Linked DNA regions of Anas platyrhynchos: region 1 is linked to region 2. A link is a contact called in public Hi-C data. All regions are on one chromosome and are shown on one strand. Each heading gives the region's core, a stretch centred on a gene start, on an enhancer-like site or on the middle of the called end of the contact. The rest is flanking DNA. Distances are from core to core; before and after follow the strand shown.

Region 1 (4,126 bases), core at 1,358-3,857, 100 kb before region 2:
GAATTCATGGCACGGTGATCTGGGTTTGGGAAAGGATTCTCATGGAGATATTCAGATCTAAAGAGGAGTACTCAGTCCTGCAAGCTCTCACACAAGCAGCTAAGTGAAGTTTCCAGTGTTAGCAGATAGAGCCATTTTCTCCTTCTTCTGGTGCTGACTCTAAACTTTCAGAATCTCAGTCTAAAAGCTGAGAAAAAGTTGACATTTGAGGCATTTGGGTAGAAGGAAGATGACTTCATTTATGTCTTAATCGGGTGGACATACAGGGCACAATTTGTTTACCTGTGCAGTTAACCACCAGATGGCTCTACGCACTGTGTTCAGCTTCAGGCCATATGTTGATTGTTGATGAGCAAGGGGGACAAAGCTGGAAGTCAAGCTGCGTGGAAGGTTTTGTTATAGCCACCACCATGTCTTTAACTTGCTTGAAACATGTTGGAGGATGGTGATACCCTTAAACAAAGAAAACTACAAAATCTGGGATTTATATTCTTAAGTATGTGAAGTTATCACAACATCGTTTTCCAAGGTTCATATTTCTTCAGAACTTGAGCCTGTCATCCTGCAGCTTCAAAGGATAAGGCTGGTCATTTGTTCTTTCCAATAGCGCACAGTCTGCAGGCAGAGAAATCTCCAGTGAATTAAAGGAAGAAAATGTAGACCACCTGCCCAGAAAGACTAAGTTGTTTAAACCTGTGGCAGAAGAATATGTGAGGGCTTACAGATTTAAAAAAAAAAAAAAAAAAAAAAAAGGAAAGGGGATGGAATCCCTTCCGTCAATAAAACGATGACCATTGTTCGTAAAAGTGCTTCTCACAAAAGAGAAGTAAAAACTTGAAACCAAACTGTTCCCTACACCTAGCATAAGAAAGTTGCATCCTAACTGCATTTTGCACAGAAAAGGGAAAGTGCTATCCATCTCAGCCCTTTTGCAAAGGGTTTCCAGCAGATGAGAGCACAGTTAGGAATATCCAGAGCTGGGAAAAGCACTCTTCAGGGAGCTGAAAAGTGTGCCTCTTTTGTCCTGGGGCGAACACATGGTGTTTTTTACAAGCCTCCACAGAGCACGGGGCCATTCTGGGATGATGCAGGTGCCGTGGTGCTGGCCAGCCCCCGGGAAACATCTACCAAGGCACGGAGCACTGGGAGGAGGCGCATTTCCCATCAGCTGCACAGCAGATGATGCCTGGTGCAAGCCTGAGTGACTGGACATATTTGTCAGACTGGGTCCCAAGGAGCCCCTGTGGGACATACTTTGGCTGTGGGAAAGAGGGAGGCAGGAACCACGGCTGAGTGCATTGAATGCTGAGGACCTGGGGCTGAGACAGCTGAAGCTGTGCTGGGTTCATGGCACATGGCTGCTGTCCTTCCAGGTCTACGGCTGCCAAGCATCTCTGGCGGTCTGTTTTTGAGCAGAAGGATGATGATTCTTGAGTGAGGCTTCTCTGCTGTCTTCCAATTGTTTCCTTCTTCAACGTCCTCTCCCTCCCCTAAAAAGAAGTGACATCTGTGCCATATCCCTGAGCAGATCTCCTACAGCTGTTGCAAGAAGTCCAATGCTCTCCTGCAATCAAGTCACTTTTCCATTGTGGGTGGAAGATGAGATAGGGGACACTTGCCAGAAAATTACCTAAGTATGTGCATATTGTTAAACAAAAGCAATTTTTCTTCAACACTGCATTACAATCAGAACCAGGAGAAGATGGGTTTCATACCTGCTGAGCACAGGGCATACCGCTTGCCTGTTCCCTCTCCCAGCATTGATGTCCCCACAGATGCGATGCCTGCATGTCCCATGGTGTCTGCAGGACCCAGAACAGGAGCTGGGGGTCCATGGCTGGCGGAGAGGTGAAGTTCTGAAGCCTTGGTAGGCCTGGGAGACCCAGCGGGCTGCTCTTGTTCAGAGGAGCTTGAGAGAGAAATGTCTCAGCACCATGTGAGAAAAGGGTGGTTGGAAATAAATAGTGAGGAAGTATGTGATGATGTTGCACCAGAGGGATTGTGGTGAATAAAATTTACTTAGAATAAAAAGAAAACTCTTTGCCTGTTGCTCAGTGAACAGGCCATTCATCTTTATGAGCTGAACTTGAAATGCGTGGTGCTGTACTGACAGATTGTTTGGAAAGGCCAGGATTACCTAATTTTCAGGCAGACAAACAGGTACCTTTGTGCACCATGGGTGCTCATTCATCCTTGCTGTCACTGAAATCAGGTAATGCACACGAACGCAACCTGGTTACATTCTGTAGTATATGCGAAATTGTTGGTATGTGATGAAGAGAAGAAAAACTGCTTATGGAAGATAACCAAACACGTTTCTTTTATGGATGACTGCGAGTCCCCGTTATGGACTCGCTTCAGCGTGGCCCTTTAGTGCAGCATTGTCTGAGCACTGATCCAGCCTGGTTCAGCCCAGCACCAGCTCCCTGGGTGCTGCACAGGGTGGCTCGGGGTGCGCTGGGCTTCCAGACTGCGGTACGTCCCTAACCAACACCTAGGTGTGCCTGGCCTGGAGGTTATTTTTGCACAACCCCTACCTTAGGGTGGGGTCCAACGCTACTTTCCAATGGAATAAACAACTTGCAACTGTCGGGCAACTTTTGGTTTTCCTTGGTAACAGGCTGCACCGGGGATCTTGTTGCTGCCCTGTGGCGACACCGATTCCACCTCCCTCCCTCCCGGGTAAGCCTCCGCGCCCTCGGCGCCCGGCGCCCGGGCCGGCCTGGGGCTCCTTGCCCGGGAGTCCCGGCCCCGGGCCGCCTCTCCCGGCGGGGGGGGGGACGCGGGCGGCCCCCGGCGGGGGGAACCTTGGTGCCGCGGCGCCGTTTCCCGCGGCGGCCGGGCCGGCTTTGCGGCAGGACGCGGCCCCGCCGAGGAGGGGCCGGGCCGGGCCGGGCCGTGCCTGCGCGCCGCCGGCTGGGCTGGGCTCGGGCCGGGGGCTCGGAGCGGGGAGCGCGGAGCCCCTTCCTCGGAGCACGGGCGGCCAGGTAAACCCTCCCGGGCGGCCGGGCGCGCCGCGGGGCTCGAACGCTGGGCGAGCCCTTCGGGACCGCCTCCACGTCCCGCCGGGTCGGGCTCCCCCCGGGCCGCCCGCAGCGGGGCGAGGCCCGAGCGTGGCCGGCTCGGCGCTAGGCTCCGGCCCCGCCTGCGGGGCAGGCCCCGGCCTCGCACCTTTCCGCAGCTCTCCGCGGGAATTTGGGCCGCTCCCAGTCGGTGCAGGCACATCCAGGGTGTGTGTGCGTGTGCACAGCGCAAAGGCATCGCTCCCTGTTTTAATAGCACAGTGACATAATGCTGTAGTGGCTTTGCACTGCAGCGAAATTGTGTCTCTTATGGAGCAAGCAGGCAAGCAAAGCCAGTGGCATTAAACCTGCTGGAGTGAAAGAGGCCCGACAGGAGAGTATCGGCTGCATGGGTGTGCATGACAGCTGGAGGAGCAATGTGAACACTGGGGTTAGTGGCATTGCCAGGGAAGGGAAGAAAGTCGAGATTAGGTTAGCACAAGGAATCATGGCTTGTGCCTGATCTGTTTTCTGCTCTGTAAATATGTACTTAAAGCTCTGATCCTATGAGGATTTACGGACAAGTCTAATTTTAGGCACTGCGTCATCCCGCTGAGTGACTACAAGTCACTGTGTGTAAGAATACGAGAGCATCTGAATCTTGGTAGGACAGATACCCATACACTTCAAGCAACAGGAGTTGCCCTCTTACTGCTTTCATAGTTTGTACATCCTATATGGAAAACAAAATTAAAGGATTAAATTTAAGACGAAAAAATCACAGAATTGTCTAGGTTGGAAGAGACCTCAAGATCATCGAGTCCAACCTCTGACCTAACACTAACAAGGCCTCCACTAATCAGAAATCTAAAATGTGAAACATAGCACTGTGTAGTGGAATGAAGAATCTAATCAGTCTACGGCAGCTAGGTGCATCATACCTGCAGAACCATATCAGACTGCAGTTCTGTTGCATTGTTCATATTTCAATTTAATCAGATGTTCTGAGGTTTCTACTGGGCTTCTGCAAAGATCGTTTGTAATAACCAGTTTAGAAAACACCAAATGTTTGTGCTGGAGGAGTCAAATGACTCTATAGCAGCTTGTGTAGCTGAACCAGCCTG
Region 2 (3,869 bases), core at 22-2,521:
GCTTCATGAACGCCTCTGCACAGGGATTAAAGGTAAAGCAATTTCCTAATAATTTGTAGTTTATTAACAATGGCAGAAAGGTCTTAGGGGTGAGAAATACTTTTTCTTTTGTCTCCAGGATTTGGCACAGTAGGTTTCGTGCAGGCGCAGCGTCTGTCACTAATGGTGCTGGATGCACGTACTGCACTGTACTCTCGCGCCGTACTGTAGAGATGAATAACAAGCCCATCAACTGTACTTGCACTTACACCATATTTAATCCTGTTCTGGTTGCTCTGCTACATATTCATAAAACCAAAAAGGAAACAGAAGCACAGAGCAAGCCAACAGATGTCTACCTGTCTCTTAATTGGATTTTATGTGTCCCCAGTGTAGCAAATGCAGCATTATTTACAGCCAGGCTCTGAGAATTAGATACATCTGGAGGCGAGGCAAAACCTCAACCAGGCTACAAGGGTTGATAGATTAGCTGAAATGAAGAGCTGCCCCATTTTCCCCTTCTTATCTTTTCCCTTCCCCCCTGCGTACCTGTTACTCATTGTGTGTCAAATCAAACCAAGATATTGCCCAAGGGAATGATTATAAAAATGAAAAATACCGGCAAAACTGAGAATTTCTGCTCTTGCAGAGCTTCATCAGCGTTTTCTAATTGTACAGCAATGATGATAATAAAAAGGCTGCCCTCTGCTCTCAGCTGTAATTTGGATAATCAACTGAAAGCCGTAATGAAACTGTCTGTGATTGCTTTCTGCTGGGCTGCTAGTTCACAGAAACTCATGGTCGAGGAGAATTAAAAGTTATGACTCCTGCTACAGGGATGTGCAGTTGTGTTCAGAAGGGCATGTGACTGGTAGCACTGTGCCGCACAGCTTCAGAGCTGCCAAAACTTGCGGCGTGCAGCCAAGTGCCAAGGGGGCTCAGCCGAGCTTTGCTTCTGCCTGTTTTACAAACCGAGCTGTCCGGCTCCCAGGCGGACAGCGCCAAACGCACGCGTGGGCACGGCGCGTGTCGGTGCGCGGCCTGCAGCCCCCGAGCCCCTCGGAGCGTGGCTGGCGCTGTGCCGCCAGCAGCCGCAGCGCGCCCGGCCCCGGGGCTGCGCTGGGGCGGCGGGGCCGGGGCCCGCCGGGGGGCGCTGCCGCGGCGGGGCGGGGGCGGCGGCGGCGGCGGCGGGGCCGGGGGCGGCCCGGGGAGCCCGGCGGGGCGGGGCGGGGCGGGGCCGGGGCGGGGCCCGCGGCGCGGCGCGGTGCGGGGGCTCCCGGCCGCCCCAGAGCGCAGGTGGCGGCGGCGGCGGCGGCGGCGCCGGTCCCGGTCCCGGTCCCGCGGGGCCCCGCTCCCGGCCCCGCTCTCGGCGCGGCGGCGGCGGCAGGGGCAGGCGCCCGGGGCATGCGGCGGCGGTAGGGAGCGCGGCGGCGATGGGCGGCCGGGCTCTGCCGGCGCCGCTGCTGCTGGGGCTGCCGCTGCTGCTGGGGCTGCCGGCGGCGGGGCGCGCCGCTTCCAAGGCGCTGGTGTGCCAGGAGATCACGGTGCCGATGTGCAAGGGCATCGGCTACAACCTCACCTACATGCCCAACCAGTTCAACCACGACACGCAGGACGAGGCCGGGCTGGAGGTGCACCAGTTCTGGCCGCTGGTGGAGATCCAGTGCTCCCCGGACCTGCGCTTCTTCCTCTGCAGCATGTACACCCCCATCTGCCTGCCTGACTACACCAAGCCGCTGCCCCCCTGCCGCTCCGTCTGCGAGCGGGCCAAGGCGGGCTGCTCGCCCATCATGCAGCAGTACGGCTTCGCCTGGCCCGAGAGGATGAGCTGCGACAGCCTGCCAGTGCTGGGGGACACCGAGGTGCTCTGCATGGGCTACAACCACACGGAGGCCACCACCTTGCCGCCTTTCTTCGGGAAGCCCACGCGCCCGGCCAAGGACGCAGCCAAAAACCTGACGCCGCTCGGTGGGCAGCGCCCTGCGGGGACGGAGTGCGGGCAGACTTGCAAGTGCAAAGCGCCACTGATCCCCATCTCCAAGGAGTCCCATCCGCTGTACAACCGTGTAAGGACCGGGCAGGTGGCCAACTGCGCCATGCCCTGCTACCAGCCCTACTTCACCCAGGACGAGAAGACCTTCGCCACCTTCTGGATTGGCCTCTGGTCCATCCTCTGCTTCCTGTCCACCTCCACCACCGTGGCCACCTTCCTCATTGACATGGAGCGTTTCAAGTACCCTGAGCGCCCCATCATCTTCCTCTCTGCGTGCTACCTCTTTGTCTCCGTGGGCTACATCGTGCGGCTGGTGGCAGGCCATGCCAACGTGGCTTGCAACCCCGAGCACCACCACATCCACTACGAGACCACGGGCCCTGCGCTCTGCACTGTGGTCTTCCTTCTCCTCTACTTCTTCGGCATGGCCAGCTCCATCTGGTGGGTCATCCTGTCCCTCACCTGGTTCCTGGCTGCTGGCATGAAGTGGGGCAACGAGGCTATTGCTAGCTACGCGCAGTACTTCCACCTGGCTGCCTGGCTCATCCCCAGCGCCAAGTCCATAGCTGTGCTGGCACTCAGCTCTGTGGATGGTGATCCAGTGGCTGGGGTTTGCTATGTGGGCAACCAGAGCCTGGAGAACCTGCGGGGCTTCGTGCTGGCGCCGCTGGTGGTTTATCTGTTCACTGGCAGCCTCTTCCTGCTGGCCGGCTTTGTCTCGCTGTTCCGCATCCGCAGCGTGATCAAGCAGGGTGGCACCAAAACCGACAAGCTGGAGAAGCTGATGATCCGCATCGGCATCTTCACTGTGCTCTACACCGTGCCTGCCACCATCGTCATCGCCTGCTACATCTACGAGCAGCACAACCGGGAGGCGTGGGAGCGGGCACAGAACTGCTCCTGCCCAGGGGACCCCCACCGTCCCAAGCCCGACTACGCTGTCTTCATGCTCAAGTACTTCATGTGCCTTGTGGTGGGCATCACCTCTGGCGTCTGGATCTGGTCTGGCAAAACGCTCGAGTCTTGGAGGCGCTTCACAGCCCGCTGCTGCCGGCCCAGGAAGCCTGTGGGTGCTGCCGCATATGGCGAGGCCAGCCCGGCGCTGGCAGGCAGGACGGTGCTGCCCAGCATGGCCTCCTACCACAAGCAGGTCCCACTGTCCCATGTGTGACCGGAGGGAGCCTCGGTGACCCCAGCCACAGAGGGTTGCAAAGACCCCGTGCTGCAGAAGAGGGAGTGGTGGCACAGCCACCCCCGTGTCCCCAGCCCCGCCGCAGCGGAGCTGCCCAGGACCGAGCACGTGTGCCCGCGGGGCACGGAGCAGCCCCAGCCCTGGGCAGGGGCAGGTAGCCCTGAGGCCTCAGGGCAGGTTGTGCTGGTACCAGGGCACGGGGCAGAGCTGGAGCGGGCAGGGCTGGCAGTGTCCCCAGTGCCCAGGCAATGACTCGCACTGGCACTGAGCCTCTCATTGGAGCCGGGAGAGCTGGCTGGGGGGGAGAGGGGTGACCCCCGCCCTGCTGCGCCTGCATCCCCGGGCACAGCTGTGTCATACCAGAGAGGGCTGGGGGCCCCCGGTGCAGGGCGCGGGCGGAAGGATGGGAGCAGGGCTCTGTGTCAGGAGGAGAGGGAGGGCACTGCACAGGCTGGGGGTTACACAGGCAGAGGTAGAACAGGGCTCAGCGAGGACCTGCCACCTGGCCTCCGGGATGGGCAGAGACAGGGCCCGGCTTTCTGCCACGCAGCCAGGGGCCAAGTGACCCCAGGGTCCCTTTCTCTGCATGGGTGCATGCTGGTTCCACGGGCAGGGCTGGTGCTGGGGCCACACCGGCTCCAGTGCTGTGGGAAGGGTGGGCGCTGCTCCGCGCCTCTGCGTTGGGGTGAGTTTCTGGCGTCTCCC

Evidence for each region. A called contact is a pair of places that touch in the nucleus more often than the background predicts.
Region 1: a contact with region 2 is called in a Hi-C map of subcutaneous adipose tissue, with 2.1 times the contacts expected there. The contact joins the enhancer-like site here to the promoter of FZD5 in region 2. A contact is called at or near these places in 2 of 8 Hi-C or Micro-C datasets (skeletal muscle and subcutaneous adipose tissue).

Annotation. Positions count from the first base shown.
Region 1 is chr7:27,781,127-27,785,252 of IASCAAS_PekinDuck_T2T, reverse strand. No RefSeq gene overlaps it. Among named protein-coding and RNA genes, the nearest start is that of PLEKHM3, 10 kb to the right of the region's middle. Within about 2 kb of position 2,607, at least 4 of the 8 cell types and tissues checked have an H3K27ac peak or open chromatin away from gene starts, as enhancers often do. A contact at or near this core is called in subcutaneous adipose tissue, where this site is marked.
Region 2 is chr7:27,676,722-27,680,590 of IASCAAS_PekinDuck_T2T, reverse strand. FZD5 (frizzled class receptor 5) reads left to right here and starts at 1,271. Exons shown (of 1, transcript XM_005031687.5): 1 at 1,271-3,869. The coding sequence starts at 1,413. The coding sequence ends at 3,143.